Linked DNA regions of Sus scrofa: region 1 is linked to region 2. The links are chromatin contacts, called in public promoter capture Hi-C maps. All regions are on one chromosome and are shown on one strand. The core of a region is the stretch at or near the end of the contact, and the rest is flanking DNA. Distances in the headings are between cores, read along the strand shown.

Region 1 (4,609 bases), core at 1,243-3,742, 190 kb after region 2:
GTCCTCGAGGCCAAGAGCGGACACTAGCAGGGTTAAGAGAACTGCCTGAGAAGCCCGTGGAGCTCACAGCCGGCCCAGGCCTCCACTGTGCCCTCGCCTTCTGAGCTGGTCTCAGGGCTGCAGGGGAAGAAACACAGGCAGCACCCTAGCTTTGCTGTCAGTCCTGAAAAGGGCCCCGGCCCTTCCAGTGGCTGCCCTTGGGAAGGGTACCCAGCGGAGCCCTCTCCTCCTCCCTCCTCTTCCACTCGAGAGATGCATGTGTCCTGGTAGAGCACAGATGCCAGCCTGCCCCCCCCCAACAGCCCCATTTCCCAATCCCCTATCCTCCCCTGGGGGCCAGGCGGGGGGAGTGGAACTTTTCCTTCCATGACTGGGCTGAGGCCCCGCACAGGAGGTGCCAGGGAGGCCGGCAGGGCTCTGAGACTCATTAACATGACGACTTGGGATGTCACCGCTAACTACCTACCAGCGTCCACAGCAGGAGGCGGTCCCCGGACCCAGCACATCTGTCTCCCACACAGACCCCAGCCAGGCTTCAGGCTGCCGGTCATGGGATCAGGCACCCCCCCTGCAACCCCAGGGCCTCTTTTTTGAAGAAGCTAAAGCTGTGCATCAGGGTCTTTTTTCCAGATGCCCAAGCCTTTCTCCCCCACGACCCTCTTCCAGCTAAGGGGTTAGGGGAAGCTGGAGTGACCTGGGGAGGGGGTGGTGGAACGGGACTAGATCTTGCCGAAGTCGACCTAAATCACTTCTTTCCTCCCCCTCCCCCATACCCCATACACCTATTTCAAGCAGTAACCTGAACCAGGGCTTTCTGGGAAGCCAATTTGTGCTGCAGCAGGAAGAAAGAAGCGGCAACAAATCTGGGCTCATCACCAGGCAGCCTGGGGCTGGCCACTGGCTATGGGAGCCGGAAGGGCCCAGCACATTAGGCTCTTCCTGTCTGACTCTCCCCTCATCCCTGCTGAGGCCAGGATGACCTGGGGATCCAGGAAGCCTCGGGGGCATGGAATGGGGGCAGGCATTTTTATTTATCTCCCTGGGAGAATGAAGGGTCTCCCCAGCCTGGATGAGAGGCCTGGGTTCTGATTCTCGTTCTGTCTGTTACGGCTGAAGCACTGAAGTCCCTTTTTCTAGAACTCATCTTTCCCAGCACACGGAGCTGCTGCGGGTGGTGGTGGTGGTGGGGGATTTCGATGAGGTGGGACACAAGGAAGCAGCAAAGCCAATGGCCAGCTAGAGCAGGCACTTACACTCTACAGCTTTTCCCCCTAAACCCTGCCTGACCACAGCACAAGGCCTAGTTCCAGCTCTCCGGGCCTTGAGAGGAACAGGGGGTAGGTGTAGAGAAGGCGCAGGTGCAGAAAGAAGGGGGGGGGAGCGGATGAGCTCGGCTAAGGGCACCGCTCTTGCTGGGATGCTGGGAGGGGATGCCTTAGAGCAAGAGCTGGGATTCGGTCCAAGTAGTAAGTCAAGTGTGTGCTGGCTCCCGATGAAGCTGCAGGGGGTGGGGATGGACGATTCCCCTGGGGTCCCACGGAAGGCAGGGGGAATTGGGAGGGAGGTGGTGGGAAAGTCAGTCAGTCTCGGTCTGAGAGGAGACGCAGGCTCCTGCCACTTACCCTGGCCGCCCGGGAGGAGTAGGGATCCTCGAAGAGCGCCCACATGCGGGGCTGCCAGCCGCGGCAGCCCCCGGACCCGGCGCCGGGGCCCGCGCCTCCCTCGTGGGGCCCCAGGCGCTGCAGGGCCAGCTCCCGCTCCTCGTCGCCGGCCTCGTCGCCGGGCCCCGCGGCCCCGCCGCCTCCGTCCGGGCTCTCGAAGATGTCCAGCGCCTCTTCGGCGTCGCGGTGCTGCCGGTAGGTCATCCAGCAGCAGGGCTCCACGTCGGTCTCGTCGATGCCCCAGAAGGTGAGCTCCTCCTCGAAGAGAGGCCCGCACACGTCGGCGGGGCAGTGCAGCTTGCCGGTGCGGTAGTAGTTGAGCACGTAAGCGAAGACGCCCGGGTGCCGGTCGAAGAAGAACTCGCAGCCCCCGCCGCCGCTGCTGCCGCTGCTGCCTGCGCCGCCGCCATCGGACTCAGGCCGGCCCCCGCCGTCGGGATCGGCCAGCCAGGCGAGGCGGGTGCCCGGTAGGGTGCGCAGGGTGCTGCGGTAGGTCTCATGTCGCGTGCCGCCCACGTTGATGATGATCTTCTCCGACGCCTCGCCCTTGGCCATCTCCTCCTTCAGACATGTTTTGGACGGAGGCTTGTTCCCCGACTTGCGCCCGCGGTAGGAGGAGACACACACCGAGCTGATCATAAGAAGCGCTGCGGGGCTTCGGCTTGGGGCGGCCGCTGCCCTCCAAACACCCTTCCCGAGGAGGCAGCGTCAGACGGGGGAGGGGGAGGAGACGAGGAGGAGGCAGGAGGTGGCGGCGGCCCCCTCTGCGGCTTGGCCCTGCCCCTGCCTCCCCCCCGGGGCGCCGAGCGGGAGGAGTTAGATTTCTCGGGTGCACAGGTGGTTGGGGTTGGGGCAGGCAGAGCTGGGGAGGGAGGCAGAAGGGGGGAAAGGAGAGCCGAGGACCCAAACGAGGCGTCCGGGGAGGCAGGGGCAAGCACACACACGCTCCGGGGTTAGGACTGGACACTCGAACGCTCGGGCCCCGGGACACGCCCCCTTCCCCCTCCCCCAGTAGATGGGGAAGCGCACAGTCCGGGCGCACTGGGAGGGTCCAGGGCGCGCGCGCGCTCACACTCACACGGGCCACCCTCCGGCTCCCAGTCCGCGCCGAGCCCCGGGAGAGGCCGGCTTCCCCACGGCGGCGGTGGCGGCGGCAGCGCAGCAGCAACAAGTCCTCCGAGCGGCTGCCGGGGCCGGGCCGACGCTCTCACGGCAGCCGGAGCTCCGCGGGCCCGGGCTGCGCGCGGTCAACACGAGGCGGCGGCGGCGGCGGCGGCATGTGGCCTCTTCCCCCCATTCATAAATCCAGCGCAGGGCACAGATGGCAGGCGGGGCGGAGCGGAGAGCGGCGTTCGGGCGGGCGGGTGATGCGCAGGGCGAGGCGGCAGAAGGAAAACAAGCGCGCCCGCCAGAGCGAGCCTCGGGTCCTGCGTCCGCGGCTCGGCAGCGGCGGGGAGCTGCGCTGGGCTGGGCGCTGCGCTGCGGGGGCCGCGCCGGGGCGGGGGGGCCTCAGACGGGGCGTCCTGCTCGGCGCCAACCCTCGGGGGCGGGGTAGCTCCCGGGAGCAGGGCTCTGGACACTGGCGAAGGAGTCTCCCGCGCGGCGGCCGAGAGGCCAAGGACACCTGCAGGCTTCCTGGGCTGCGCCGAGCGGGAGCCTCAGCGCAGCGCCCCGGCGCCTGGCTCCTGCGATCTGGCGGCGGCGCTGGGAGCCACGCCATCCACGCGTCTGCCCATCTCCGGGCGGGGCGCTGGCCTTGGCCTGCAGCCGGGGGCGGGCGAGAGGTGCCTAGAGGAGGGAGTTGCCTCCACGCCAGCGGGCTGCGGCTCGGGGGCTCTCAGTTTCCCTCCGGCCTTCGCAGCGAACGCCACTCTCCGCTGGCGCCTTTTCCTCCCGGCTCCGCCTCGCCCGGGCGCGCCCTTCGCGGGGCGGGGTGGGCGGGGCGCGGCGCGGGGCCGAACCGCTCGATGCAGGGCCCCGGCGGCCGAGGAGCTCTGCCTTTCTCTGCGGAGCCGAGCCAGGCCAGGCGCGTTACCCACCCGCGGCCCGCGCGCCGCTGTCGCGCGCCTCCGCCGCCATCCCCTCCCGCCCCCTTCGGCCCTGCTCCCCGCCTCCCCCACGCCCGCAGCTCCTCCCACTGCAGTCCTGATGACACCGGAGCGCTCACGACCCCTGACCTCTAACCTCCGCCTGCCCTTTCTGGCCGCTCGCCTTGCCCCCTTCCCACCAAGCTGATCACTTTGTTGCGGTTTCCTTGTCGCTGACCGGGGAAGAAAGAGTGGAGAGATGGCGTTGCTAGGAGGAGGCGGCCCCAAACACTGTTAGGGCCTCCTAACCACTCCGCCTCCAGCCTGGCCCCGGATCCCCACGGTCTGGGTGCTTTCGGGCCCTGTCGCAGTCACTGAAGCCCTCGCAGTGGAATAAGGGACCCAACGGCCTTGGCCAGAGAAGGAGCGCCTGGCACGGGCAGAAGGAAACCGTTGTCCTAGTGCTGTCATGGGTGTGGGTCAGGAGGCCCTGAAAGATCATTAGGTTAAAGGCGTGGCCCATCGTGGTCCTGGGGCACGTAGGTAGTGACCGAGTCCCATCTTGTGGCCCTCTCCAGGCTCTACTTTGTGTCACTCGTTGCAAGTTGACTCTGCCCTTCTTCTGTCTCATCTCCCCTCTCTGACCCTGAGCTCCTCCCGACTGCACCGCTTTTTCATCTTGATAGCTCCCACAGTGCCCGCCTCTGAGAACCTGTTTGCTAAGTGATTGAGAAGCTGCCATACCCCAATCATTAGGCAGCAGCCAGCCTTGACTGGCCTCATCCCAAGAGCAATGTCCAGATTCATTTGTTTTTAAGTCCAGACCTCGTCTACATCTTTAAATTAATCCATTTTTTTTTCTTTAAAGTTTTAGGCAGCCTCCACATCTGTCCAGATCCCGTGAGAAGGATTATAAAGCAG
Region 2 (4,222 bases), core at 1,248-3,747:
TATGGCTGGTCTGAAGGGAAACATGCTGTCTGTGTAAAATAAACTCCAGATTTTGAAGACTTAGTCTGCGGGGGGGGGGGGGGAGAATGCAAAAAACAAACAAACAAAACAACAACGACAACAACAACAAAAAAACCTCTGTATTTTTTAAATTGATTACATGGTGAAATGATAGTATTTTGGACACAGTATATGGATACATAAAATATTAAAATTAATTCCACCTGTTTAAGTTTTTTAGTGTGGCTACCAAGACATTTAAAATTACGTTTCTGGAGTTCCCATCGTGGCTCAGTGGTTAATGAATCTGACTAGGAACCATGAAGTTGCGGGTTCGATCCCTGGCCTTGCTCAGTGGGTTAAGGATCCGGCGTTGCCGTGACCTGTGGTGTAGGTTGCAGACGCGGCTTGGATCCCGAGTTGCTGTGGCTCTGGTGCAGGCCAGTGGCTATCGCTCCGATTCGACCCCTAGCCTGGGAACCTCCACATGCCGTGGGAGCAGCCCAAGAAATTGCAAAAAAAATAAATAAATAAAAAATAAATAAAATTACGTTTCTTACCAATGAGATCCTGCTGTGTAGCACTGGGAACTACATATACTCAAATGATGGAGCATGATAATGAGCGAAAATAGAATGTCTACATGTATGTGTAACTGGGTCACCATGCTGTACAGTAGAAAAAAAATTGTATGGTGAAATAACTATTAAAATAATAATAAATAAATAAACAAACAAAATTACGTTTCTATTGGACAGCGCTGCCTCGAAGGTTAAAAAAAGCCAGAGCTGAGAAGCCCTAGACCAGCAGAGCTTTACACCACATGGACCACAAGGGGGCGGTACTGCAGTACCCAGCTGCCTCGGTACTGCAGGACAAGTGGGCGGGCTCCCGACGTTTTTTAATGCTATCTTTTAAGAGTGGTTTTAAACTGCTTTTTCTAAAATTTAAATGTCGCATATTATAGTAACCCCTAAGTTAATATAAATCATTTCTCTAGGCCAGGAGTCTAAAACTCCTGAATTACGACATTCAAGGCTGGAATTTTAAGGAAGCTGAAAGTTTCTCACCATCACAGCTAGGGAATAAAGAGGGACTCTTGAATTCAAGGCAAGAGGAACCGGGAAGCTGTGCCCCAGAACAGAAGTGAAAGCTGAGTAAAGCTGGAAAGTGAATAAAAGCTGGAGGAGAGAGGGCTGGAGAAAAGGGAGGTCGAGGTGTGCTGCCAGGAGGATTACAGGGAGCGGGTAGAGGCTTATGGGGGGATGGGTGAGCCTCTGGGCACACTCCCATTCTCATCAAAATGCTACCAATCTGAGTGTAAACTGGAACCACCTTTCTGGGGGGTAACTTGTAAGTGTATATTAAAAGACTTTAAAACCTTGACCCAATAATTCCATTCTTGTAACTTACTATAAGAAAAAATTTAAACTGCACAAATATTTGGCCATAAGAATATTCATCCAGCATTTGTCACAGCCAAAACCCAAACATAACAACGACAACAACAAAACTATAAGCAACCTAACTGTACATTAATAAGGGGTTGGTTAAGCTATAATATGTAATATTTTCTAAGTATTACAAATGCCGTAAATGAACTTTATGTCAGAAAGACATTTTTGCTAAATTTTGTGAAAAAGATAAGCTACAGAATTGTTTGTACAATATGTGTGTCAACTTAGCTTTAAAAAAGAAAAAACAATAACACAAAGTATACATTTGCAAAGACAACCAACCGGCGGAAAGAATATTCTCCAAGGCCTTATCAGTCATCTCCGGACAAAGACAATGGGTGGGCTTTCTTTCCTTATTTTTACAACTGCTTTTTTTTTTAATTTTTGTCTTTATGTCTTTTCTAGGGCCGCTCCTGCGGCATATGGAGGTTCCCAGGCTAGGGGTCGAATCGGAGCTGTAGTAGCCCGCCTACGCCAGAGCCACCACAGCAACGTGGGATCGAGCCGGGTCTGCGACCTACACCACAGCTCACCGCAACGCCGGATCTTTAACCCACTAAGCAAGCCAGGGATCGAACATACAACCTCATGGTTCCTAGTCGGATTCGTTAGCCACTGAGCCACGACCAGAACTCCCTATAACTGCTTTTGTAATTAACTTTTTTTAAAGGTTACTTTTTAAGTGGTCCTACCCAGTCTTTATTACAATGACACCTTCTTTCTCAAACGTTCCCGAATCCTCTCCAAAGAGGAAGAACCAACGTCTTCGAAAAATCGCAACACTTGCCCCCCTACCCAGCTTGGGGTTTTAATTTTGTTCCGCCTCATCCTCTAGTCCCTTGTCCTTCCTCTCTTTGTCCCTCCAAGCCTGGGGAACCCTTCATCGGAATCCTGTGTCTCTCTTGTCTGTCCCTGCCCTACCACCTGGATGGGACCCCGCGGGGCCGGCCGGATTATTGTAAAACTTCAACCAGACCTGGCCCGACTTCTCGGAGTCGGTGGAATCGAAATCCAAAGGTCTGTACGGCGGAGACAAAGGGACAGGCCAGGAAGCTGGCTCCAAGGGAAGACTACAGACCTCCCTCCCGGGGGTACATCCCGCGCGGTCCCCTCGCGGGTCGCACCCCAGGCAGCAGAACCCCGCCCAGCTCGCGGCGGCAGAGGGCGCGTAATGACATCATCCCGGAGAAAACGCCGAGACTGCGCCACGAAGTTTGTCCCTTTGGAGGCGCCGTCCAGGTCCGCGTCCTGCTCGCATCATGTGACTGACCAAGCGGAGCCGGAGACCAGTTTCCTAGGAGAAGACCCACCGTGGGTGGTGCGCCCGGCGGACGGCGGCGGGATGGAAGCAACCTTGGAGCAGCACTTGGAGGACACGTAAGTAATGTGGCCACGTCGGCCTGTCCTGGGTTCGCGGCGGGCCTGTCCTTGAGCGCAACAGAAGGCGCGAGCTGTGACTGCCCGCTGGGCTTCTTGGGGACGTTCTCTCCCCGGGCCGCCGATGGGAGTGGAGGGTAACCCGGAATTAAATCCCGCCGGTGCTCCGCACACTCCCTCCGGAACAAGTGTCCCGGGTCCGAGCCCAAATCCCGCCTGTCGTGTAGAAATTGTTTGGGCGGGGCCGTTCTTTAGGAGTTTTAGGAACCGAGTTCATTTGGGGGAAGGAGGTACCTACCACCTGTATCTTCAGTGTAAACGTAAACACACACGCGTACCTCCTTCTGGTGTAACCAGTTATTTGGTGCTCAAGAAGATGAAAGACATCCTTTAAATTTTTCGAACAGATAGTGTCTACGTAAAATCCAAAATTAGAAAAGTTTAAGACGGCGTACAGGGAGACACCTCCCTTGCATCAGGGCCGCTCAGCTTCCCACTTCCTCTCCATGGGGCAACCAGTTTTAGTTAGCTTTTCAGCAGTTCTTTCAAGTGAGAGAGTAGGCTAAAATACATATTTTTAACGAGGGCAACAAAATCCTAGCTATTGCAACGTTTGTAGCCCTCCAAAGCTTAGCAGTACCTGGCAGTCTTTTCTCTCATCAGAGAGAAATTAGTTTAACCATCATTAAAGTTAGCTTATTATGATTTAATGTAATTTTTCTTGGAGTAGGGATGAGGGATAAAGAAAAAAGACTAACACTGATTTAAAGCACTTAACAGCAGTGCTGGGTACATAGAAAGCCTGTGTGTGTTATATTTAAATCCATTTTTCCTACATCATTTGCTTCTTTCTTCCTGTGTCCCTGGAATTAGAATGAAGAATCCATCCATTGTTGGAGTCCTGTGCACAGATTCACAAGGACTCAATCTGGGATGTAAGTATCTGACAACAGCCCTTCCAGGGATTGCACAGCACTTGATGTTGACTGGGAGCCTAGGGTGCTTTCTCTAGTTTGCATTTCCTGCCACCCTGCCACTTTTGGGGGACTTTTCTGTAAATAGAGATCATCTCCCAATAGCAAAATTAGAAAACTGAATGTTTTCAGTTGATACTTATAAAGGTGGAGATGTCCCTTGCAGTTCTAGCACTACATAGTTGTTTCTTCTAGAATAGTATTTGAATCATTCTAAACAGAGTCTAGAAAGGACTTCAGATAATGACAGCAGTTACCATTTATTGAATGTATTTTGGGACTGCTAAATTTCCCCAGTAACCCTGCCAGATGGATGGTGTTATTTTTTAGTTCAACTTCACTGAACAGTAAGTAGGCAGTAAAAATGAGGGGTGCAAGCTCAGACACACCTAGGTTCAACCCCCAGCCCTCCCC

What was found. Promoter capture Hi-C pulls out the DNA fragments that hold promoters and counts their contacts.
Region 1: a contact with region 2 is called in a promoter capture Hi-C map of liver, with 7 times the contacts expected there. A contact is called at or near these places in 3 of 5 promoter capture datasets (fetal liver, fetal skeletal muscle and liver), 5 of 47 Hi-C or Micro-C datasets (embryonic fibroblasts, epiblast stem cells, fetal skeletal muscle and 2 more) and 2 of 2 datasets of targeted methods (alveolar macrophages and skeletal muscle).

The regions. Positions count from the first base shown.
Region 1 is chr4:109,906,026-109,910,634 of Sscrofa11.1, forward strand. It overlaps KCNC4 (potassium voltage-gated channel subfamily C member 4), which reads right to left and starts at 2,493. Exons shown (of 4, transcript XM_021090049.1): 1 at 1,623-2,493. The coding sequence starts at 2,300.
Region 2 is chr4:109,720,167-109,724,388 of Sscrofa11.1, forward strand. It overlaps LAMTOR5 (ragulator complex protein LAMTOR5), which reads left to right and starts at 2,498. Exons shown (of 4, transcript XM_013997277.2): 1 at 2,498-2,834; 2 at 3,708-3,769. The coding sequence starts at 2,629.